Linked DNA regions of Mus musculus: regions 2 and 3 are each linked to region 1. Evidence: chromatin contacts called from public HiChIP or PLAC-seq data. All regions are on one chromosome and are shown on one strand. The core of a region is the stretch at or near the end of the contact, and the rest is flanking DNA. Distances in the headings are between cores, read along the strand shown. Region 1 overlaps Agap1 (ArfGAP with GTPase domain, ankyrin repeat and PH domain 1). Region 2 has its middle 40 kb from the start of Arl4c. Region 3 holds the start of Platr5 (pluripotency associated transcript 5).

The links. HiChIP or PLAC-seq counts read pairs in DNA pulled down with a chosen protein or histone mark.
Region 2: an H3K27ac HiChIP or PLAC-seq map of the NIH/3T3 cell line shows a contact between it and region 1, with 5 times the contacts expected there. The contact joins two enhancer-like sites. A contact is called at or near these places in 4 of 115 datasets of contacts at active chromatin or transcription factors (the NIH/3T3 cell line, astrocytes, bone marrow-derived dendritic cells and 1 more).
Region 3: a contact with region 1 is called in an H3K4me3 HiChIP or PLAC-seq map of forebrain, with 4 times the contacts expected there. The contact joins the promoter of Platr5 here to the enhancer-like site in region 1. A contact is called at or near these places in 6 of 115 datasets of contacts at active chromatin or transcription factors (craniofacial prominence, embryonic forebrain, embryonic hindbrain and 3 more).

What each region holds. Positions count from the first base shown.
Region 1 is chr1:89,575,484-89,579,894 of GRCm38.p6, reverse strand. The region is part of intron 1 of Agap1 (ArfGAP with GTPase domain, ankyrin repeat and PH domain 1); the gene reads right to left. All of the region lies in intron 1 of Gm41914 (a long non-coding RNA gene), which reads left to right. Among named protein-coding and RNA genes, the nearest start is that of Gm41914, 3.2 kb to the left of the region's middle. Within about 2 kb of position 2,679, at least 198 of the 459 cell types and tissues checked have an H3K27ac peak or open chromatin away from gene starts, as enhancers often do. A contact at or near this core is called in the NIH/3T3 cell line, craniofacial prominence, embryonic forebrain and 2 more, where this site is marked.
Region 2 is chr1:88,660,254-88,664,664 of GRCm38.p6, reverse strand. No RefSeq gene overlaps it. Among named protein-coding and RNA genes, the nearest start is that of Arl4c, 40 kb to the left of the region's middle. Within about 2 kb of position 1,759, at least 45 of the 459 cell types and tissues checked have an H3K27ac peak or open chromatin away from gene starts, as enhancers often do. A contact at or near this core is called in the NIH/3T3 cell line, where this site is marked.
Region 3 is chr1:88,753,051-88,757,461 of GRCm38.p6, reverse strand. It overlaps Platr5 (pluripotency associated transcript 5), which reads right to left and starts at 2,572. Exons shown (of 3, transcript NR_040493.1): 1 at 2,504-2,572; 2 at 2,172-2,378; 3 at 1,729-1,928.

The sequences.
Region 1 (4,411 bases), core at 1,430-3,929:
CCCACCCACAAGGAAGATACCAGATCTCAACAATAATAAAGATTTCTTTGGAACCTGTAACTTCTAACTCCTCGAAAACAAGAGGATCTGGAGAGATGGCTCAGCAGCTAAGAGCACTGTGTTCCTACAACCCACGTAGGGATTCACAACCAGCTCTAACTCCAGTTTCAGAAGTTCTATGCCCCCTTGTGACCTCCAAATGTGCCTGTATGTTCTCTTGGTACATTGTACATACACATAATAAAAAATAATTTTAAAAAAAAGATCACACAAAATCAGTCACTCCCTGGCGCCAGTGGTCTCTAAGGTAATTTATATGGTGTTTTCCAAAATATAAATCTGCTACCTGAGCAGCAGGCTTAGAAGCAGGAAGAGCAACTTGCCAGTCTCCTCTCCTTCCTGACCACCTGGTTTCTCCACCAGTAAGATGGAGATAACGGCTCCCTAACTTAGATTAGCACTCTTGAGGCAACTGGAACCTCACCATGGAACCTCATGGGGGGGGGGGGGGTGTCAGGCACACTCACCATGAATATTTAAAAGTTGCATATCCCTTCACTCCAGCTCACCTCCCCAAGTGTTCATCCCCACCCCCGTGTGATACAGGATTTATATACAGACATCAAGCCAGACCATCAGACTATCTTCTGATCACAGATGTGCTGCTTCGTCTTCCGGTTTACAGGGCCCACTCAGATGCTGATAGGGTCTCCTCTTGGCCTACAAAGGCCAGGGGACCCTGGAGGCTACACATAGGCAAGGTACAGGTGGCTGGGAAGGTCAGGCATTTCTAAGGTCTCTTTCTAGCTCATCACCACAAAACGTAGGAGGTGTCTGTTGTGCTCATGCCAGTGACAGTGGTGGAAGGATGAATGAATGAGTCGGGTCTCCCGGAACTGAAGTCTATGACACCTGGATTTTAATGGCAAACTATTAGAAACGCTTCTACGTGACTCCTTTACTTATTGCCTGCCTGTGGGCAAGCACACGTCGGGTAGGAGTATATGGGGGAGGTGCATCTGCACGTGAAGGCCCCAGGTCAATATCCTTCCTCTCAGCAACTCCTCGTTTTATACATGAAGGTAGGGTATCTCACTGGAACAAAGAACTTGATTTGGCTAGTCTAGCTAGCCAGCATGTTCCATGGATCTCCCAAACTCTGTCTCCTCAGTACTGAGATTATAGGTGGGCTACCACATCCACCTGACATTTAAGTGGGTCCTGGGAGTCCAAAGTCCTGCCCTGATGTTTGTATGTCAAGTACTTCTCCCACTCAGTCATCTTTCCAACCTGTATTTCATTTTCAAAGATTTCAAAATATAGCTAGCCACCACCGGTGACGTCTACCTCAACTACAAGATCCCTACCATCAGTTATGGGCAAGGTAGACATTTTGTTTGAAACTCTTCGTCTCTACAATGGTCCTTCAGACAGACCATTCAAAGGTCAAGGCCATGACATCCTCTGTTTGAATAAAGCAGCTCTCTGATAAAACTCAAGAGCCACCAGCTATTCTAAAGGCATGAAGGCAGGCATGAAGCATGTTAAAATGTCTACCTCTATCCAGTTAGGAGGATGCTGAGGCTCAGAGCTCAGGCTGAGTTCTCCATGACTGAGTGCACAGCTCCTGGGTGAGAATGGAACTGGAGTCAGACTCTCAGTGCCCCGGTCTGCATTCACGTCTTTTGTTTCAGCAGCTTCATTGGCGACAAAGAGCAGAAAAGCGTGACCAGTACTGGCCTAGGCACCATTAAAAATTAAACTCCTGGTATAACCAGGAAGTATTATTAACATATTTTCATTGTTTTTCTATGGACTTATTTATTCATAAAGAGACTGTGTGTGTGTGTGTGTGTGTGTGTATGTTATACTACATACAAAAGGACAAGACAGGGTTCTCTTGCCTCGAGGAATTCACAAACTTATAAAAATGATGTTTGTAATTTTAGGACTGAAAGAAACGGTGGAGGAAGTCTCAGAGTGGCAACAGTAGCCAACATGCCACTCATCTAATAAGTCAGTGCCACTAGGACCTGGCCACAACCTAGCCTTACAGCAGTACAGTGGCTCGAAAATTCCAGGTCCCCAGATCTTCAAGATGAGATATGGGAGCTGCCCACAGGAAAGAGAGGGCCGCAACCCTGGGGTCACTGGAGCTGGAGGCTAACTCTCAGTGTGTATGAACAAGGCTTCTGGGAAATGCCACCATGAACCTTAATAGCATCTAGTGCATAGTAAAGAAAGGGAGACACATGTCCCTTATTACCTGAAGCATACTTCACAAAATGAGGGTGCGTGTGGGGGGGGGGGATTTGGAATTCCTTTACAGCTTTACAGCAGTGGTCTTCAACCTGTGGGTCACTACACCTTTGGAGAGCAAATGACCCTTTAACAGGGGTTGCCTGAGAGCATCAGAAAACACAGATGTTTACATTATGGCTCACAACAGCTGCAAAAATACAGTTATGAAGTAGCAACAAAATAGTTTTAAGGTTGAGACTCTGTATTAAAGGGTCTCAGCATTAGGCAGGTTGATAACCGCTGCCGTTATTCTTTCTTGGTATGGAATCCATCCCAGGTTTTGTGCATTACCCTACAAGGATGCAAGCTGCAGAGTAGAAGAATCCATTCCATCCACCTCAGATGACACACAGTCTCCCAGGGAGACTCAGAGCACCCAGCCTGCCAAGCTGCTGCTCTCTCTCTCTCTCTGCACTCTAAGCAGGAGGAAGCAGGAGCCCCACAGCCAGTCCTAAACACCCCCTGAAGGCCTACATGTCCCTGTCATAGCGTGTGGCCTCTCCCCGCAGCCCTGGAGACTTGGGCTCTCCCAGTCTCAGAAGACACAGGATCCTGAGCCTGTCACTCCAAAACCTAAATCCCCAGCACAAAGCCAGACCTGCCTCTGCTCAAAGGAAATGCTTCACAAGGCTTGCTGAGTGCTCCTGGACTATTTTGTTGGGTGTCCCTAAATGGATACTACCAGACCACATCTTGGATTTCCCATACATACCATATAGCATATCACCATTTTAGAACACACTCACACAGAGTGTGTCCTTGATCTCTCTGCTCTATCCTTCAATAGCACACGGGCATGGCTTGGGCACTGCAGGGATTCAATTGTCTGAATAAGAAAAGTCTAGTGGGTCCAAATAGCCCTGCTGATCCCCTAATTCCTCACCTTGGCAGCTGGCCACCCACCTCAGCCCTAAGCTTACAGAAGCCTTAGGCCTACGTCCAGTGCCATTTCTAGCAGGTCATCAGTTATGCCTCTTTCATGAACAATAGATTTTGCAAGTACTGGTTAGAGCCTATAAGCTTTATTTAGAGGAACCTCTTTGCAAGTCAGCAGAGGAATCGCCTGATTCACAGGCCAACTTTCCAAAAAACACAATTTGATAGCTAGTAATCAGGGTCACAGTCTCTTAGATGCTTGTCTGCTGGCAGCAGACATCACAACGCATGGTCCTTCCCTGGGCACAGATGCCCAGAGCCACAGAGAACTTCTTGCTGGGCTTTGGGAGCTAGCTTCTGGTAGCTGGCTGCCTGACAGGGCGATGCTGTATGTCATCTTCAGATCTTCTCAGCATGAGTCTCCATCCCATCAGGACGGCTGTTTCAGAGGACTTCTGATTTGAGATTTGTGTTCTGTGTACTGTCCCAGCCTTGGATGATGCAGTATGTGGGGACCCCAGCTTTCGTATTTTATAAGCTGAAGGTTGCAAATAGAATCTTGTCAGGCCTGTTATCCCAGAGACTCGAGAGGTTAAGATAGGAGGGACTGCTAACTTGAGGCATTTGTGGGCCACAGAAGTAGTTCAAGTTCCTCTAGGTAACTGAGCAAGACCCTGTCTCAAAACAAAAATACAGCCATAGGGTTTTGGCTCATTAATGGAATGTCTGCTGTCTAGCAGGTGCAAGGCCCTGGGTTCAGTCCCCATATCCAGCTCCCCCAAAGATACAGGGAGAAATGTGAATAAAGCACTGCTGAACCTGATGGCTTAGTCAAGAAGGGAGTGTATACTCCTCTTCAGGGCAGGGACATGCTGACTAAGCAGGAGGCAGGACCACAGGTCCTCTGAGCACCGACCGTCACGCTGCCTGTGCCATTCCTCATGGAGCAGCCACAAAAGTCAAGGCTGTCAACAGGCCAGAGACTGTGTGTGGCCAGACACCTGCTGGCAGTGTGCTTCTGTAAGCATTTCCATTGTGACTGGAGGTTCCTGGCTGTCACCTCAGTGACAATGTTACCACATTTTAGACACTAACAAGGAAGGAAGTCTGGTCAGGGAAACTTACCAAAACCAAATTTGGCTTGACTCCAGGACAAAGCGCTGCCCTCTACCTCCTGCTAGAAAGCAGCACTGACAGGACCAACGGGTAACGGTCCCCCAATGTGAGGGGAAAG
Region 2 (4,411 bases), core at 510-3,009, 910 kb after region 1:
GAGTTATTGACAGAGAAGTAGACAAAATAGCACAGAAGGTTGATACCTGGCCAGTTCTAATGCTTTAAGGCTTATTATAAATATAAAGCTTTTGTGTCTTTTATCTGGTCTACGGTAGAAACCTCAAATTAATTTAAACTACAACAACATTGAAAACATCACCCTCTCTATTTTCCAAAATGATTTGTCTCTCTAATTATTACACTAATAATAATTATCAATTATTCTGAGGTAACAAAGACATAGGTGGCTGGGTCTGCCTGTTGGGGTTGCAGGAGCTAGGGATTCTAGACATGTGATGAGGGGATTGGGTTTATATTCCCCCCTTAGATCAAGGGTGACCTTATCTCAATTTATTGCATGTATAAAGAGCCTGTATCCCCCAAATGCTCATCCTAGGTCCCGATGGATGGATATTTGGTGTGGGGGGGGGGTGGGGGGGTGGGTATTGCCTAGGCTAGTCATCATGGTTCCTCTATATATCAAGATGGCATTTCTTCACATTTCTAATGACTGAGTGGCTGCAAATGTAACTTTCTCAAAGAAAAGACTCTGCTAAACAACTCACTGTACTGTAAAGATTGTCTGCACCCCAGCCACAATCCGAAAAAGAAATAATAGGCTAACTGTTAAGCAACTTTTCTGTGGGACTGGATTAAGAATAGAGAGGGCCAACCTGGGAGCCCAGAAGGGTAGAGCTAGCTTCTGTTCAGAAGGTGGGAGGAGAGAGAAGGCAGGGTTGAGCGGAGGTAAGAAGGTCCAGAGATAGGCAAGCTCAGATCCTGGAAATATGAGAAGTCAGGGAATAGCTATGACTTCCCAAAGGTTTGACTCACAGGCCACAGTCCTACTCATGGGTCTTGAACATCCTGCTCTGGATTTTCGGCCACTCAGGACACACTCAACACCTCGGGAAATAGAAAGTTAGATGCCAGAAGGATAGAAATGGAAGAGAGGGAGGGGTGTCAATTTAAAAAGGAAAAAGAGGAGTTTCTCCTCGCCCTGGCATATGGCCTCTGACCAAACTTGTGTCAGTCTCTTCTGTGCATTTGTTCTTTGGGACCTGCAGGGCTCAGCTGCAGAAAGAATCCTGTGGATAGTTTAGGGATATCTCAACCCTACCTGCCTTTAGCAGGGAAAACCTATTTTAAGTCAGTTGGACAAGCTCTCTCCACCTTGATGTTTCCTTGGCCCGCCTTCTGAGCTGAACCCTGCCTTTTTCCTATTGCTAGCCTCGGCACCTAATTGATAGTTCTGGCTGAAGCTTTGTGAATAGTTTAACATGTAGCTCAGGCTGGCCTTGAACTCCTGATTTCCCTCAGCCACTAGTGAGCTGGGATTACAGACAAGGAGCTCACTGTTCCATACAGCATCTTTTGCATCTTTTACTTCATTTTCATGCTTTCTGTCCTTGGCCACATTCTAGCACATTCTGCTACTCCTGCCTCTGCACTGACCCTGCAGCCTTTCACGGAGAGCCCTTCCTAAGAGGCAGCCACAGCAGCAATCATGAAGGAAGGAAGTCTGGCCAGGCCCTTCTAGCACATGGCCAACACGACTCTCATTTCCTTTTCTTTCTGGAGTTCTTTTCAAAATGATCTTTCTTTCCTGCATATCTTTTTCTTTTTTTCTTTTTTTTTTTTTAACATTAAGGCTCACATGGAAAGAATTTGTTTAGCTTGCAGTGGTACAGGGGCATGAACTGTTTGTATAGTGATTCATGCACTCTGGACTGCTAATGGGCACGGGACCGGGGCAGGGAGTGTTAGCTGGAAGACCAAGCCATAAGTTTTGCTGCTAATGAGAGGTGATGGCAATCCAATGCATCAGAATATAGTCTCGATAGTAGGCTTCTTCGGTTTGGCAGTTTGATTTTCTGGAACACTCTTATGTCTGTAAGGGAAAGAGGAGATGGAAGCACCAGAGAGCAGATGTGTGTAGGTCAGGATGACGGTTGAGTTTAGTCTATATGCACTGTCTCATTTTTTTCCAAGGATGCTTAAAGAAGCCCTGGAGGTCCTAAACAGATGAGGCACACAGATCTAGCAGATCATCTGGTCTACCTCCAGCTTCCAGTTTCATGCATTTTATCCCGGAAAACTGGGCTTCAGGGAATTCCATGATATTCTGGTTTACTGTTTTCTGAACCTCAAACATCAACATTAAATAGATCTGCTTGTGTTTCTGATACAGAGATGGGATGGACAGAGGTCTTATACAATTATAAACAGATTCCTGGATTATACATAACCAGAAACTCGAGCCCCCACCCCTGCAGCCACTAGCCATGTTACCTCAGATCTGCTTAGTTGGACCATCCAAGGTTTCTGGAAAATTAAAGAGTATGACAAGGTCTTCCTAAAGTACTCTAGGTGGAGGATATCTACAGTAAGGAACATGGCTTGAAATCATGGCTGCAGTATAGATATGCTAACAGCAGCAGATAGGACCTTTTCAGAGGCTCAGTGAGGCCTTTGAGAATATCTCAGATTGGGATCTGCAATCCTGGAAATTGCTTCCTGTCCACGTCAGATGTGATTTTTTTCTCACATCTTAAGGATTGTCTAGAAGGCTGTATTGGCTACTTCTCTTCTTGCTGTGACAAAATAGCAGACAAGAACGACCTAGGGAAGGAGAGGTTTATTCTGGCTCACAATTCAAAGGGCTATGGTCCACCATGGCTGCAGAAGGCATAACGGTAGGATAGAGAGGCAGCTAGTCCCGTTCCATTCACAGCCAAAGAGATATGAATGCCGAAGCCCTGTTCCCTTCTCTCTTCAGTCAGGGACCCCAGCTCACGGAACAGTGCGGCCCACATTTACAGAGGATCCCTTCTACCTCCACTAACCTAACTTAGAGACTCCCTCACAGAAACACTCAGAGGTTGGTTTCCATTTAGATTCTAAATCCTATTGAGTTGTCAATCAAGACTAATCATCAGAGAGGGTCAATTGTATTTGTTTCCTGTGGCTGTTAGAATCACCAGACTACTGGTAAAAAGCAATAGCAAGTTATTTTCTTAACAGCTCTGGAGGCCAAGAGTCAAAAATCCATTTCACTGGGCCTAAATCAAGGCACAGACAGTGCTACCCTCTCTCCTATAGCTATAGGGAAGAACCCATTCTGTGCCTCATTCAGCTTCTAGAGGATTTGAAATTCCTTGACTTCTGACAACACCCATTTCTGCCACTATGAGCTCATCACCATCTTCATCTGTTAAATCCACCCACCTCTCTTTCGTAAGGACTTTGTGGTTGCATTTAAGAACTGCATGATGGTACCAGAGAGATGGCTCTGTGGTTAAGAGCACTTGCTGCTCTTCCAGAGGACCCAGATTCGATTCCTAGTACCCACGGGCAGCACACAACCTTCTATAGCTCTAGTTCCAAGAAACCCATTCAATATCTGCTTCTGACCCCTTATCAATCAATACACAGAGAGGGAGGGGGAGGGGGAGGGGGAGAGAGAGAAAATAAATAAAAATGGGGTGGTTTTTTTGTTTGTTTTGTTTTTGGTTTTTGGTTTTGAAAGACAGTGTTTCTCTGTGTAGCCCTGGCTGTCCTAGAACTCACTCTACAGAGTGAGTAGACCAGGCTGGCCTTGAATAAAAATGTTTTAAAAATTAACTACCATGGCAATATTCCTAGTGTGAAATCCTAGACTTAATTTCACCAGCAAACATCCTTCCCATCTCTGAAGTACTGTAGGGTTCTACTTTGTCCTGGATTCTTCTGCAGGCCTATCATCATTATCCTGTGTGAGTTTGTGTTTTCAATGCACATTTGTTGTTTTTTGGATAGTGTTGCTTCAAGCGCTCTTTGCATCAGTCGGGTAGGATTGTCACGTACCAATGGCTATGACATCTGGACAGGAAACAAACAGCAGGCAGAGATTGCCAGGAACCCGGAGCCATTGGCATCTGCTTGGCTTTGCTCCATCTTTGCTGTTTATGGTTCTTGCTTGGCTGGGCCTGAGGCTGAGGATATAACTTGCTGCCTTCAGATAGGAAAAGCTTCCCACTCTGCCAATGAGAAACTCTACAGCTAGCATGGATTTTGCTGTTATCGTTTTTTGGCTTTTCTTTATTGTAGTTGTTTTCCCCAGTTAATTTAAACATACTATGTCAAGAAATATTGCCCCAAACCTTCCTGTCAGGAGTGTTTAAGTTATTATTATTATTAACTGGGTTTGAGGACAGGACATTTCACATTGTCTCCCCGGCCACACAGTACTTAGAAGCTCAGTGCTTCCCTCTCTGCACAGGTGCCATGAGTGTCTTTGATGTGTAAGAATACACACATGCCTGATACCCACAGGTGCATACATCCAAACTCAAAAATGCTGTTGTTAACAATATGTGGGCTTCACACTTATAAAATAGTTCATATTGCTTTGAGATATAATATATATT
Region 3 (4,411 bases), core at 1,323-3,822, 820 kb after region 1:
TTCTCTTGTTTGCATCAAGGTATATAATTGGGAAGCATGTAAATTAGCCAAGTCTGTGAGCTGTAATTTCTCTGACTCAAAGGAGGGGGTTTGTAATGAAAACGGATGGTTAGACAGGATTCTGAAACCCGCTGGAGACTGCAGCCAAACACCTCCCACTCTTCAGGAAGTGGAGCGCACTCTCTCACTGTGGGCCTTGGCGGATGGAGTCTTCCTTTTAGCCTTAGCCGCACACAATCCAGTGAAGAGCAATGTAACCGGCAGTGGAGAGGGACTTGACTTATTCTTCCAAGGAAAGCATAGAGATTTCTTTTTACTAGCACCCGATGAGGCTTCGCCTGGAGTTGTAGTGAACCATGGGATGGATGGACTGATGGGTGGGCCTGGTTCGCCAGCCCGGGAGCAGGGTTGTCCTAGCAATGGAATAGAGCCCTTGTCACCCCTGGTGTGCCCATTAGGAACACATGTTTGGCTCTCATGTCCCTTTTGAGGGGAGCTTTTATACTCAGTGGAGCCCGGAGGCTCACACCCTCAGAGTGGTTGGAAATGTTGCTGAGTGGTGTTAAACTGACTGAAATGTCACAGTGTGGCTCTGGCTCCTACAGGGGAAGTGAATGGGCCTCCTTCCATCAACTCGGGCTGGTCGTCCACAGCACCCCCTTGTGGCCCTGGCGGAAGTGACAACGCTATGGGTCAGAATCCCTGGGGTGGAGGAAATCTAATTTGTGTGAGAGAAGTCATGTGGCTTCAACAGTCGAATGCTTAATTTTCTGAGAATTAAGACATATACATCCCGGTATCATTTTGGACACAATAGCGGGAGTAACTGATTATGTTTGTGTCTGAAGCAGGGCAAGTGCGCTGGAGCCTCCAGATAATTTTTCTGTCTTTGGTAGATTTTTTTCCTGACGACAGTGACAAGTACCTCTGCCTCTGGCTTTCACACATCCTGCACAGCAAACATATCATGCGGCCAAATGGTTAGAGTGGGACCTGGCCCTGAAATCCCCACACCCCAGCTCTGCCATGTCCCCTCTCCTGAGGATAGATAAGATTGTGGAGAGTTAGTTCTGTCTTCCTTTTCTGTGCCTTGAGCACAGGTCTGTCTTCATTTCTCACTGAAGGTAGCTACTGAGAACTATCTTTATTTTGCCCACCAAAAGGCATTGAAAGCAGTGTCTGGCTCAGCAGTTAACCCTCCTGAGCCAATAGTCATCACTCCTGCTGGCCGGTAGCTCGCTTTCCAACAGCTCCTCTCTTAATTTCAAGAAAGTTGATAATTAAATGTTATGTAACTCTTTGACCATGTAAAGTTTGGGTTTTTTTTTTGTTTTGTTTTGCTTTTGTTTGTTTATTTTTTCCTGAGATATAAGTTTATCATGGGGGCGGGGGTGGGGGAGAGGGACACTGGCTCTTTGTGGTTAGTGTCAAATTACTGCCCACAGATTGGAACCACAGGAGTATTGGGGAAAGCTGATTTTAAAACAGGCAGGACTGAGAAACAGATAAGTTGCTATGATCTCCGGGCAGAAAATTAGGTTTGTAAGAAAATTTACAACTACTTCTTACAGGGGCTTAGGAAACAGGGACAAGATGAATCTCCCAAGGAGGATGGAGAGAGTGAGACTGTAGCCGACAGCAGCCACGGGGTACTGGGTTCCTGAAAAGAAAGCTGGCGATGGATGGGAAGGACAGCAAGAGAAATAAGGAGCCAAGACCAAGTTCTCTGATCAAGGTTCAACTTTAATTCTTGAGTCTGAATTTTTAAAGGGGGGGAAATCCATCCCCCTCTTTGCCAGGATCTCCTTCCTGCTTTGTCAGCATCTCGTCAGGAAAGCAAGCTCAGCTGCTCAGCAGGTGGTGGCTTCTTGCAGGAAGCTGCAGATGTGGCAGGACAATAGACTTCACCTCGGTCAGAAGACTCCATCCTAGGGGAGATAACCAACTGTGGCAGACAAGGTCTGATTCAGCCCACACAAGGCTAAGGGAGGGCACAGTTCCTCCCTTTTTATTAAGAATTAGCTGGACTGGGGCATAAGATTTACTTTTCCATGGTTCAGCCTGGGAATTATGGTGGCTGGCGGCCATGCCTGGCTTAGGACTGAGCCTAGACTCTCTCTTACCCGTCTGGGAGAAAAGAAAAACATGGCTCCATGTTTATTTCCTCTTACCTCGGATCAGCACACACACCTTTGGCTCACAGGCTTTGCTCCAGACCAATTCCCTCTTCAGCTGGGTTTGGGGGTGGCCAAGACCTCCAGCGAGAAAGACATTATCTGTCAGCCCATCATGTTGTTTAGAGTCAGGGGAGGCTGCTAGGTTACTGTCTGAATTAGGGTTTCCACTGCTGTGAACAGACACCATGACCAAGGCAACTCCTAAAAAGAACATTTAATTGGGGCTGGCTTACAGGTTCAAAGGTTCAGTCCAGTATCATCAAGGCGGAAAGCATGGCAGCTTCCAAGCAGGCATGGTGCAGGAGGAGCTGAGAGTTCTACTACACCTTCATCCAAAGGAATCCAGGAGCCGACTGGATGCCATGTGGCTAGCAGGAGGGTTTCAAAGCCCACCCTCACAGTGACTCACTTCCTCCAATAAGGCCACACCTACTGCAACAAGACCACACCTCCCAATAGCACCACTCCCTGGGTTAAGCATATTCAAACCACCACAGTGACCCTCCAGGAGAACATCAAAATAGATACTTTATAAAGAGTTTGGGGGAGAACCTCACCCTTGCCGGCCCTGAAGGATACCTGCCAGGTTCTGAGAGGAATAGTCAAGTCACACAATTCACCTGGAAATAGAGTCTCTGGTGAGTTAGAGCCCAGCAGATGAACTGAAGGTGGAATTCTAGTCTGGCAAATCTGCAGGGCCGTGGGGGAAGGCATCAAGGTGTGCATTCTGCACAAGGCCTGGGATACTGATTAAGTCCCTAGAGCATCTCTGTGTGAATGAACGTTCCTGCCCAGCTTGCCAAGGCACGGCTGCTCATGCTGTCTGAGCTTAGGTTCTCTGTTGGGTATGTGTTTGTGTTGGGTTCTTGAGTAGCTATGGAAAGTGGGATGTGATTTTCTTCTTTAATAAACAATTTAAAAACAATTTCCAATTGTTTGTTTGGTTGGTTGGTTGGGTTTTTGTTGAGACAGAATCTCTTTATTATGTAGCTCTGGCTACCCCAGAACTCACTCTGTAGACCAGGATGGCCTCAAACTCACTTAGATGCCCTTACATCTGCCTCCCAAGTGCTGGCATTAAAGGTGTGTACTAACACACCTGACTAAATATTTCCAAGTGTAATTAAGGACATAATTTACTTTCTGATCCCCACTTGTTTTGCAAGGACTGTCTCTGCTCACCCACTTCCCCACTCACACACACACACACACACACACACACACACACACACACACACACACACACAGCTATATGATATCCATTTAAGGTCAGAGAATCAGCCCTGGATGTCATTTCTCAAGCACCATTCATCACACTTGTGAGACAGGGTCTCTTACTGGCCTGGAACCCACCAGGTGTTAGGCTTGCTGGCCAAGGAGGGTCCAGGATCAGCTTGTCTCTGCCTCTACAGTGTTAGGATTGCAAGCACAGGCCCCCACCCTGGCTTTTGCGTGAGCTCTAGGGCTGAAGACCAAGAAAACTTCTTTACCCCTAAGCCCTCTCCCCAGCACCCCCTAATTTCTGAAGGCTGATCCATCCTGGGCAAGTTTGGCCTTGCTGGGGTGTGTCTTGTGAAAATGAAGAAGCACCCAGGAGAAGCAGTTGGGAGCATCCTCACCGAATCTGTTGGTTTTTATTGCTCCCAGAAGTCTGACATCTTGTTATTGGTAAAACTCTCGAGATGGAAAAGTTATGGTTGCTATTAACAGCCATGAGCCATGACTGCAAGAGAGAGAGAGAGAGAGAGAGAGAGAGAGAGATTTCTCAGATGATTGTGGCTGTTCTTAGCCAGCTTAAGTTAAAGCAGAATTAAGAAATAAAACACTAAACCGGTATAATTCCTAAATGCTTACCCTTATACCCACGGATAAGTTCTCACCCCTCCTCATCCAAGAAGCCTCTCTTGGCAGCAGACAGAGACCATTGCATAAAGTCACAACTAGTCAAAATGCAGAGAACAACTAATCCATTGTGGGTAACCCCGAGCCGATGGCTACATCTACAGCATAACTCCTGTGCCTGCGGAACATTGTAGAAGAGGGGGCAGAAAGATTGTTAAGAACCAGAGGGCTAAGAATTCTGCAGGGGGGGGGATGACGACGACGACGATTATGTCTCCTAGAACTGATAGGGAAGCTTCACGCATGATACCTCAATAGTATGGCTGCCTAAACAAGACGTGAATAAGTATAGTGCCAACAGCCATACCAGCATAGAAAGGGGGCATGTTACA